2 separate regions of the Triticum aestivum genome follow, and region 1 is linked to region 2. A link is a contact called in public Hi-C data. All regions are on one chromosome and are shown on one strand. The core of a region is the stretch at or near the end of the contact, and the rest is flanking DNA. Distances in the headings are between cores, read along the strand shown.

The links. A called contact is a pair of places that touch in the nucleus more often than the background predicts.
Region 1: a contact with region 2 is called in a Hi-C map of an unstated tissue, with 6 times the contacts expected there. The contact joins the enhancer-like site here to the promoter of LOC123145414 in region 2. A contact is called at or near these places in 2 of 5 Hi-C or Micro-C datasets (leaf and an unstated tissue).

What each region holds. Positions count from the first base shown.
Region 1 is chr6D:406,884,395-406,889,479 of IWGSC CS RefSeq v2.1, reverse strand. No RefSeq gene overlaps it. Among protein-coding and RNA genes, the nearest start is that of LOC123141767, 20 kb to the right of the region's middle. Within about 2 kb of position 2,664, at least 1 of the 8 cell types and tissues checked has an H3K27ac peak or open chromatin away from gene starts, as enhancers often do.
Region 2 is chr6D:406,622,518-406,627,854 of IWGSC CS RefSeq v2.1, reverse strand. LOC123145414 (actin-histidine N-methyltransferase) reads right to left here and starts at 1,333. Exons shown (of 5, transcript XM_044564819.1): 1 at 865-1,333; 2 at 1-85. The coding sequence starts at 1,249.

The DNA.
Region 1 (5,085 bases), core at 1,415-3,914, 260 kb before region 2:
GGACGGACCTGATGAGCGCGTCCTCGAGATCAACCGGCACGCGCACGATTGCCCGGTACCACACCGACGCGTCACCCGCCGCCATGGCCTCCCTCGTGCGCGTTGCCGCTCGCGCCATGTGGCCCGTGCCTTCGACTTGGGCATCCTTGATCGGCCTGGCGCCGACGAGAGCACAAGAACCCAGCGGTGCCCCTGGACGGCCTCCGGAGGTAAATGGGATGTGGTAGCGGCGGGGGGGGGGGGGGGGTAGGGGTTTGACTTACCTGGAGTGGGCGACATTACCATAGGTGCTGCTCCCCGGATGAGAGGGCCCGACAACGTCACCTGCACTGCGACGACAAGTGAAGGGGACGACGGTCGCTCCACAAGCTACCACATTGATCTAGATGCGAGCGGCGCCAAGCGATGCGGAGAGCGACCGCATGGACGTCGCTCTCGTCGCCGTCGGAGACGGGGCAGTTGTGGTCATCCACAATGGATCGGATATGGAGAGTAAGCAACAGATTTGGAAGAGGAGTGGACTGAGAGAGTTGAGTGGACTGAGTGGACTCCGATCTAGGGTTTATTGGAGGGGATATTTGTGGTGTCAGGGTGGACCAGACTGACGTGGCGGACACGCCCGGACCGCCCTACATTTGAGCTGGAATGAGGGGCCGAACAACACAGACATTGTGCCTGGTTTAAGGTGCCCAAATGGGTTAGATTTTTTTGACCGGATAGTGACCGGGTGACCTACCCAGACATTTGAGAGCTATTTGACACACCCGGCTGTAGATGCTCTAAATGGCTGCGGCTGGTGGCCTTTCCATGCGGCCTACTGCCAGGCAGACAAAAAGCACGGGTCACCTACCGTATTTAGGGCCTGTTTGGTTTCCTTCCAGAGAAAGCTGCCTGACTCAGGTAGGAATCTCAGGCGTTGGATTTCCTAAGCCTGAGGCTGAGATCGCTGCCTGAGAAAAAACATACCTGTATGGCCTCCATCCAAACAGGCCCTTACTTTGACGTGTTTTCGGGGGTGCGCCTATATCTCGCCTTCAGCGAGTCTGGCTTCAGACTCGAGCGAGCTACGCCTGCTCACGACCGTGGGAGGCTTTGGTCTCTTTTTCCTGTTTTTCCTGTTTTATATTTTCATTGTGCTTATATTTTCGTACTTTTGTTTATACTTTAAAATCTCTCTCTCTCTCTCAAAAAGCACTCTTCAAAAAATATTTGAAAAAAATCTTGAACAAGTATTTAAAAAATGTTGAACATGTATTTAAAAAAGTTTAAAAGTATTGAAAAAAATATTGATCATTTATATAAAAATGCCAAACAGGTATTCGAAATTTTTTGTACAAGTAATTTAAAAAGTTTGAACAAGCATGTGACAAACAATGTTGATCATGTATATAAAAATGTTGAAAAAGTATTTGAAAATGTTGAACAGGTATTTAAAAAATGTTAATGATGTATAAAAAAATTGAAAAAGTATATAAGAATGTAGAATAAAAAAGAAACAAAGAAAAACCAATAAAATTAAAACTGAAAAAAAAAACAGAGGAGAAATACAATGAAAAGAACTAAAAAAGAAATGAAAAAACCGGAGAAAAAAACAAAAGAAAAACAAAAAAAAGGAAAAAAAAAGGGAAAAACCAGCTTGACTCGCTTCAAGTAGGAGAAAAACAAAAATAAACCAAACCGGGATCAAAGGAAAAACCAGCTTGACTCGCCTCAAGTATAACGCTCCATAGATTTCATCAAAATATTGTACACTAGCATAGTGTCTAGCTGCTCTGCTTCCTAGGAGACCGGGATCAAAGCCCACCTAGCGCGCTCTTGTTTCTCTGTAATATTCCTTGTCTTACATTCGCTCCAATGAGCCGAACCATCACTGTAGACTTCGACGCAAGTGTAAGACTTTGTCTTGCTTAAAGCAAGAAATAGCTCTTGCTGGTTTTTGTAAGGTCCTCACCAGATTTAGTTTCTGTTCTCCTTTTTCCATGTTTTTCTCGACAGGTCTTTATTGCCTTTTTATTTCCCTTTTTCCTGCTCTTTTGTTTTTGTTTTTATTCATTTCTCAAATATATTTTGATTTGTTTAGTACATGGTGAACATTTCATATCACTCGTTGTTCATTTTTTAAAGTTTCATGAATATTTCTTAAAATGTGTGAACATTTTTGAAAATGTTATTGTTGATTTTTAAAAATTATTAACATTTATTATACTTTACGAATATTTTCTTTAAATTATGCGAGCAAATTTTAATATTGCAAGAATTTTTGTTAAATTGTTTAGCATATTTTTCAATGCATGAATAACTTTAGTGTCATGGGATTTTTTTAATGGAATGGACATTTTTTGCAACTAACAAGAACAAGTTTTTCATATTTTAGTGAAGATTTTAAAGATATCATGAACAAAATTAAATGACGAAAGTACAAATGCTAGCCAGCAGTGCTTTTGCTAACATACAAGCGTCCAGGATGCTGCCTAGCTTTGTCTAAAAGAGGCTAGTCTGGCAATTATGGGGGAATACAAAAAGAACACTCTACCGGCAGTGATAATGGGCCGGCCTAATGACGAAGGGGCGATGTTGCTACCAGCAGTATGCGAGGGGACCTTCTATACCGCGTGTGAGCGCTAGCGCCACGGGCGAATCCTATTTAGCGCTGCAAGTACCCATTAATGTGTATTCTGCAAATAGGCACATGCAGCGCCCCGCATTGGGCCGGCCCATCCGGAGAATCCTATTTAGCGCTGCAAATGCCTGTTAATGTGTATTATGCAAAGGGACGCGTACAACGCCTCGCGCTGGGCCGGCCAATATAGTAGTTTTACAAACGTAACAAAGACGCGGGAATGGGGTTTCGAACCCACAACCAGTTTGCAGCAAGGGCATCATTACAGCCATCGGGCTACGCCTCGCTGGTTGACTGGTCGTTATCTTTTCCTCTCGTTCTTTACTTCGGTTTATTTTTTCTTTTCTATTTTCCTTTTTTCTTATCCTTTTCTGTTTTCTTCTTTTTGTTTTCTTTAATCCGCACTTTAAAATTCATGAAACATTTTTCCAAAATGATATAAAGAAATTCAAATTTGATGAATGTTTTTCAAATTTGATGAACTTTTTTCAATACAAAGAACTCTTTTCAAATATGATGAACTTTTTTAAAATTCGATGAACTTTTTCCAAAATTGATGAACTTTTTTTGAAATTTGATAATTATTTTTTCAAATTTTATGAAGAAATCTCAAGTTCGATGAACCCAATTTCAAATTCGATGAACCCAGTTTCAAACATGAACTTTTTTAAAATTTGATTCATTTTTTTCCAACTTCAATGAACTTTTTGTCAAATTGGAGGAATTTTTTCAAAACCATGAACTTTTTTCTAACTGATGGTCGTTTTTCATTGTTGTGAACTTTATAAAAAATGAGTGCACTTTTTTCCATTTCATGAACTTTTATTTATGAATTCGTGAAATTATTTGAATACATGAACCTTTTTTACATTAGCCAACTTTTTATGCATGTTTGTCAACTTTCGAAATGTGTTCACATTTTTTCCATACATTCACGTTTTTCATGAATGTTTTCAAGTAATTCAATAAATCTAATCGAGGGACTATACAATAAGTAGCGCTGCCATGCTGGTTCTTAAATCAGTTTGTGCTGAAGTGAATCACTAGCAGCCAGTAGGTGTACGTTTGGCCAAACTCGAAGACGAGTGTGAGGTCGCCAGTTCAATTCACAGAGATCCAATTTTTTAGATGTTTTTTCGCACAATAACACAATTTTTTCTGCGTGCGCATTCGTGGACCGGCCCACGAGGTGCTGCCAGCCGCTGCCTCCGTCGGCGCTCCCCCACGGGCCAGCGTGCACGTCCTCCCCTTGAGCAGGCCGGGACGCCACTCCTTTTGTTCATTACATTTTGCTTTGCTTCTTTTTTATTCCTTAGAATAATTCAGTATTTCTAAAAAGTTCTAAGTTTTAAAAAAGTGAATTTGGGGAAAATAATCCTGAATATAAAATATTTGTGGATTAAATAAATGTTTATTATTTTGAAAAAATGTTCATGAAGTTGAACAAAAAATTGTGATTTCAAAAACATCGGAAAAGTGGTTCACAAAAAATGATTGTGAATTTCAAAAAAAGTTCACCGATTCAAAAGATGTTCGTTGATATAAAAAATGTTCGCCGATTCAAAAGATGTTCATTGATTCAGAAAAATGTTCACAAGTTTAAAAAATGTTTCATAATTTCAAAAACAAATGTTCGCAATAGATAAAAACATGTTCGCGGTTTGCAAAAACGTTCACGGTTTCAAAAACAAAATGTTCATGAATTCAAAAAAAATCACGATTTCAAAAAGTTGTTAGTGAACTTAAGAAATGTTCATGATTTAGAAAATACTTTGTGAGTTCAAAAAAATGTTCATGATTGCAAGAAAATATTCATGAATTTGAAAAGATGTTCACAATACCACAAGAAGAAGAAAAAAAGAAAAAAAGAAAAAACGCAAAAAAAAACTTAAAAAGAAAAATATTTTTTTTGGAAGAATAAATATGGAAAAAATCCGGTTCAAGGAAGATTCTAGAACATTTCAAAAACCGGTATGGGAAGAATACAAATGGGCCGGCCCAGAAGAGGACCACGTGCACGAGGGAGATACGCTCTAGGTTGCTACATAGCGACCTATGCGCAGAATAGGATTCCTCATATGCGAGGTCTAGGCGAGCAACTATGAAGCCTCCAACAGTTTATGAAACGCGCTCCATATAATTTATGGGGCTACCAATACTATGTATCGGATATAGTTTCTCTTTTTTAACACAGTTTGACGCAAACGTTCATTTTGTACGCTTGTTTTCTTGGTAAATAGATTGTTTTCTAGCACACTTTGCCTTGAGCTTGCTTGCCATATAGGTTGTGTTCACGTAGTTGCATATCCAGCGTGTCGATCCAACCCCCAAGTTGACCGTATCGATCCTTTCAATTAGTATTATAGCTTTTGATTCTCAATTGTTATTTTGCCCGATTGGTCTGGAGGAGGATTATGACTGATCCGGTTTCACGAGTCTCTCCCTGAGCTCCGGTCCGATGGAGG
Region 2 (5,337 bases), core at 84-2,583:
TTCGCGATATATGGCCACCAAAATGAATCGGATTTTGTCCTTTCTTGAAGCAACCTCAAGCCGAGTCTCATTGACCACAGTTCCTCTGTCACATGCTTACCAGAAGATTCAATTTACTACTTAATAAAAGATAGTTTGCCTAGTTTTGCAGAATGGAATTATGTTCTCAAAAGAAAATACTGAATAAAAATCTCCCTCGTATACTAAACAGAGATAGGAAGATGTGTACATAAATTTTCCATCGTGCAGCTATTCGACCACAAGGCAACATCAGTTTCATAGAAGGATGAGTTATAGAACAAGTTAACAACATGACAGATGAGTCCAAGCTTAAACAATTTAACATGGAAAGCGGTATGGTATTCAGAGCTCTGGCTTTTACATTTTTAGCTAAAAGACACAATAGACTGAACCTGGGGTCAATTAAGTTAGAACACGATATTAATTACTAAGCACTGAACTCTTCTCAGTCTCAGCTTAAACTGACTACAGTTGTCAGCTGGAGAGTAATAAGTTTCATATTGTTATTTGACAACTGGCAGTTTCCAACAGAAAACAGCAACAGTTCAGAGCATAATTTAGCCCAGGAATCTACAACCTACAGGAGACAAAGAAATTGCATCATCATCCATAATATGCCTATTTTGAGTATTTTCAGAAGTTAATAATCCTACTGTTACTAGAGAAGATTTCCGATGAATCGCCCTGATGCCAAAAGAACCGCATTGTTACCAGTTATGCTCCCAATGCATTGTCGAAATGCATCTTAAGCTCGACGCATTCCCGATTACAACCACGATTAAGCTACCACATTATTCCAGAACATATAACGAACCAAAGGAAGATAATCAGATGGGCCAATACCGGGGACTCGGTCGGCGAGCTGCATCAGTAATGCGTCCGCAGCATCGGCTGGGCGGCGGAGTCGCAGCGGGATGCGTCCAGGGAGATCAATGAGGACGGCTCCCGGGGGGATGATGCCGTCGGCCGCCGTGGCGGACACCCCGAGGCCGTACTCGGGGTGATCGGCCACTCGGAGAGCTGGGTGCACGAAACCTCCCTCGCGCTGCACCCACCGGAGCAGGTCCGGCGGCTGCTGCGCGATGCGCGGGGCGGTCGCTGCTGATGCGGCGGAGCAGGACAAGCTGCGGCGGCGGAGCGCGGGTGAAGAGGAGAGGAGGGCGGAGGTCGTGGACGCGAGGGCCTTCCGCGCCGTCGCTGGCGTCGCGCCCGCGGCGGCGGCGGCCATGGGGGGGCGGAGGTGGAGGCGTGCGCGCACGAAGCTGGAGGAGACAGTTTTCTTTAGATGAGGAAGACGGCTGAAAAGTTAAGGGCATCTCCCACGGACATCATTTTTTCAGGAGTTAAATGCACGGTCCTAAAATTTCATCTGTCACTTTAGTCATAATTCTTTCAAAATGCATCTTTAAGTTATAATTCTTTAGTAAGTGGTTTATTCGAGGTTCTTTTTTCACGAGCGCTTGCTGATCTGCCCGTGTGGCACGTTGACCCATGCCACGTTGACAGAGGGCCCAGCCGCCTGGCGAGAAAAATACATTAGAGGTCCTAAAAGTTTCTGGGCAGTATAACTTTAGTCGTACTTCTTTCAAAATGCACGTTTAGGTCATAATTCTATAGTAATTGGTTCACCATAGGTCCTTATTTGCACGATCATCCGCTGACATGCTTGGTTGCGCATTGACCCACGCCACATCGACTTAGGGTCACTAGCAGATGAGGAACATTGCAAAAAAAACCTAAATTTTTTGCCGCTATCGTCCATGGCTATGTGATTTTCTCTACTCTACCACAATCACTACCTGTAGGCATTGATTTAGTTTGACTTGCATTGTTTCATTAAGTTTCTCAAACCGCTTGCTCTGATTTGAGGTTAGGCAGTAGGAGCTTGTGGAGGAGGTAGCGCCGCTGACGATGCTGTAACGCTCCTCTTCGTCACTCGCTTCCCTGCCAAGGAGCTTGCTGCCCTGGCCATGGCAATGATGTGGGCACGAGAGAGAGAGAGAGAGAGAGAGAGAGAGAGACCGGGAAATGTCAAGAGGGGGGTTACAAGGGGCTTTGTGTCAAAAAAGAGCAACCGCAGCGGCCTCTAAGCTGACGTGGCATGGGTCAACACGTCACGCAAGCAGGCCAGTGAACGATCGAGCAAAACAGGACCTCGGGTGAACCACTTACTATAGAATTAGGATCTAAATGTACATTTTGAAAAAAAGAGGACTAAAGTGACATTGCCGAGAAACTTTTAGGACCTCCAGTGTATTTTTCTCGCCTGGCGGTTGGGCCCTTAGTTGATGTGGCATCGGTCAACGCGCCACGTGGGCAGGTCAGCGAGCGCTTGTGAGAAAAGGACCTTGGATGAACCACTTACTAAAGAATTAGGACCTAAAGGTGCATTTTGGAAGAATTGAGACTAAAGTGACAAATCGACGGAACTTTTAGGACCTCCAGCACATTTAACTCTTTTTCTAGTAAACCGGAAGCAAATCGGGGTAGGGCTTTGCAGGCGTTCAGATCACTGTCGCGCAAGCATTCAATAAACCTGGCCTATCCAAACCCTCTTCCTCGTCTCCACACTTTCCCGCCTGAAGCGGTCAGCGCCACTCAAGTGTCGCATTCATGCCGACCAAAAGCAGAGGTGACCTCTCACGTCGTTCCAACATTGAAGTGGCGCGCCAGCCAAGAGGGCCACCCACCCCGTTTCGCGGTGCATGCGACTGCTCCGTGTTCACACTACGTAGATCATCAAATGGACATAGAAATGCACACAATCCATATAAAAGAATCACTAAAAGATCACCACAGTTCATATAATTCACGTAACCGATGGACAAGTTCTAAACTAGATTACTAAAAGCGGAAATAAACATGGAGAGAGTGTCGAGGTTCACCACTTCCTCGCCGGCCCTTTGCCCTTCTGGTCACCGGTGCTACTGTAGGCGTCCGGGTAGGCGGTGGCGGCATGAGGTGGGTAGTCAGAGCTGTCGGTGATGTGGAGGATGAGGAGGAGTCGATGAAGCCCACCATCTTCCGAACGGAGCAGTCCTTCTACCTCTTCAGCTTGGCCGCCCTTGCCACCTCTGTTGTTGCCTCCAACGCCTCGCACGCTGACTGCTCTAGTCCTACCCGGAGCGCCATCGGGTTTTTCCGATGGAGCCGGCGGGCGTCCGTCTTCTCCATTGTCATAAGCGAGCAGCGGTAGACCCATGGGAGGAGCCACTCCTCGTCATCGGGCACCATCGGCATCTAGTGGCGGCAGCGGCGGGAGGACTGTGTGGCCGCATCCGAGGCCGACGCCCTCTCGCTAGCCCGCTGCCTCTCGCGCTGGGCGACGCGCACCTCAGATTCAGGTGTTCGTGTCGGTGGAACCGGCGGAGCGGGGCACTAAACCCACCGCTACCCTTGAGGAGCAGCAGTTGGAGGGTTAGGAAGGCGGCGGCGGGCCATGGATGCGAGCAGGCGCGCCGCGCGGAGCTTTGTGTGGTGCGGGACCAGCCGGCTCCAGCATTGGCACTGTGGCAGGGAGTGGCCAGGGACAGAGCACAGCCGAAGCTACCACCTGTGTCCACCCGCAAGTGCTTCAACGTGAGGGTGGAGGGCCAAATCCTCCTCGTCACCCGCCGCATCATGGAGGAAGGCGTCCCAATCGTCGCTGCTCCCACCGCCTCCATCGCTACCGGAGCTGGACAGGTGGATGGAGAGGAGGAGAGGATTGGATTGGGAGAGATTAATAATTCTAATTTAAATATTACAATCCAACTAAGTTTTCAAACAAATAGTTTAATTTGAATCCAACTTACACATATGTTCTAGTTGTCCCCTTAATCGCCCATAGATGCTCAACCAAACCTTTCTTGAACTTCTTATGAGTTGATCGGTGCTAATTTTGATGCATATGAACAAACTCATCAAACATAGACAGTTTCCAGTGTAGAAGTTGAATACGATCACCCATGTTCTCAAATTTCTGATCTCTGGCAACATCTTCACCCTCATCCTCCATGATCATGTTGTGCATGATCACACAATATGTCATTACCTCCCGCAAGGTCTCTGAATCCCATTGTTTAGCATATTTATGAACAACTGCAAAATGGGATTGGAGCACTCCAAAAGCCCTCTCCACATCCTTTTTAGCTCATTCTTGTCTTTGGATAAGGTGATCTCTTTTTTGACCAACTGACTTAGAGATGGTCTCAACTAATGTAGCCAGCGGAGGATAGATATCGTCTACAGATGGTGGCGCATGTTCTAATGATGTCCACTAACAGTGTAGCTGGAAGGAGGAGCTTGTTCTCCAGTCAACTTATCAAACAACGGAGACCGTTGCAGCATATTGATGTGATTGTGAGACCCGAACATGCCAAATCCAGAGAACATGCAATACAAATACATCAAGAATGATGGTTGGCTTCTTAAAATGGCCCTGATATTGCCCTTCCAGAGCTTTTTGGGCAGTTCTTACATCTCCAGTGCATGCAATCAAGATATCCAAGCAAACCTGGCCACCCTCTTACATCGGATATTGCAAGGAGCCTTTTGGTTTTCGTGACAGTTGGTTCTCTCAAGTATCGAGGTCCAAACACCTCGAAAGTGAGGGACACTTCCCGCGCATCCGGCAAGCCAATGACGTCGGAGAAGTGATGGAATGCGACCTCAACCATCGCCGCCTTGCCAGAGATGACCTTATCACTGACACGAATCTGAAAGATATGGGTTTTCTGCTTACGATGAGACGCATGGATCTCGAAGAAAGCAAAGTTATAGTGTCCCCTTCCACCCACCCCCGCGGAGCCATGAGAAGTGCACCCATTGTCGAGCGATGGAATGCTCAAGGGAGGCTAGCCCCAAATAAGCCATCTTCAATTTGCGTCGCAGCCATGCCTCCTCAAGCTAGAGGGGCCTCTTGTCTTGCACCGCATCAGATGAAGAGAGATATTGTTGATGGAGCGTGTGCTCCAACTTTAGAGATGGCATGCCATGAACTTGAGGCGCGAGTATATACGATAAAAGGAGTCCGGATCCGGCTCCTCGGAATCCCAAGCAACAACAACTACCTCAAGTCATCCATCTTATGCGAGAAATGCTCAAAAAACGTGTGGGGTGGCTAGAACAGGGCACACAATCCACAAGGAGGGAGGCAATGATCGGAGGTGGTCGAGGCCAAGCTGCGCAGCCGACAGTATGGGTGCAAGACCTCTCAACTTGGCACACATAGAACATGGTTATTGTGCATGAGGGTGGGTTGTCCTGCTCGTTAGACCGAGTATACTGCCGACTATGGAGGTAAAAATCTCGCAGCTCCATATCAGCAACAAAGCG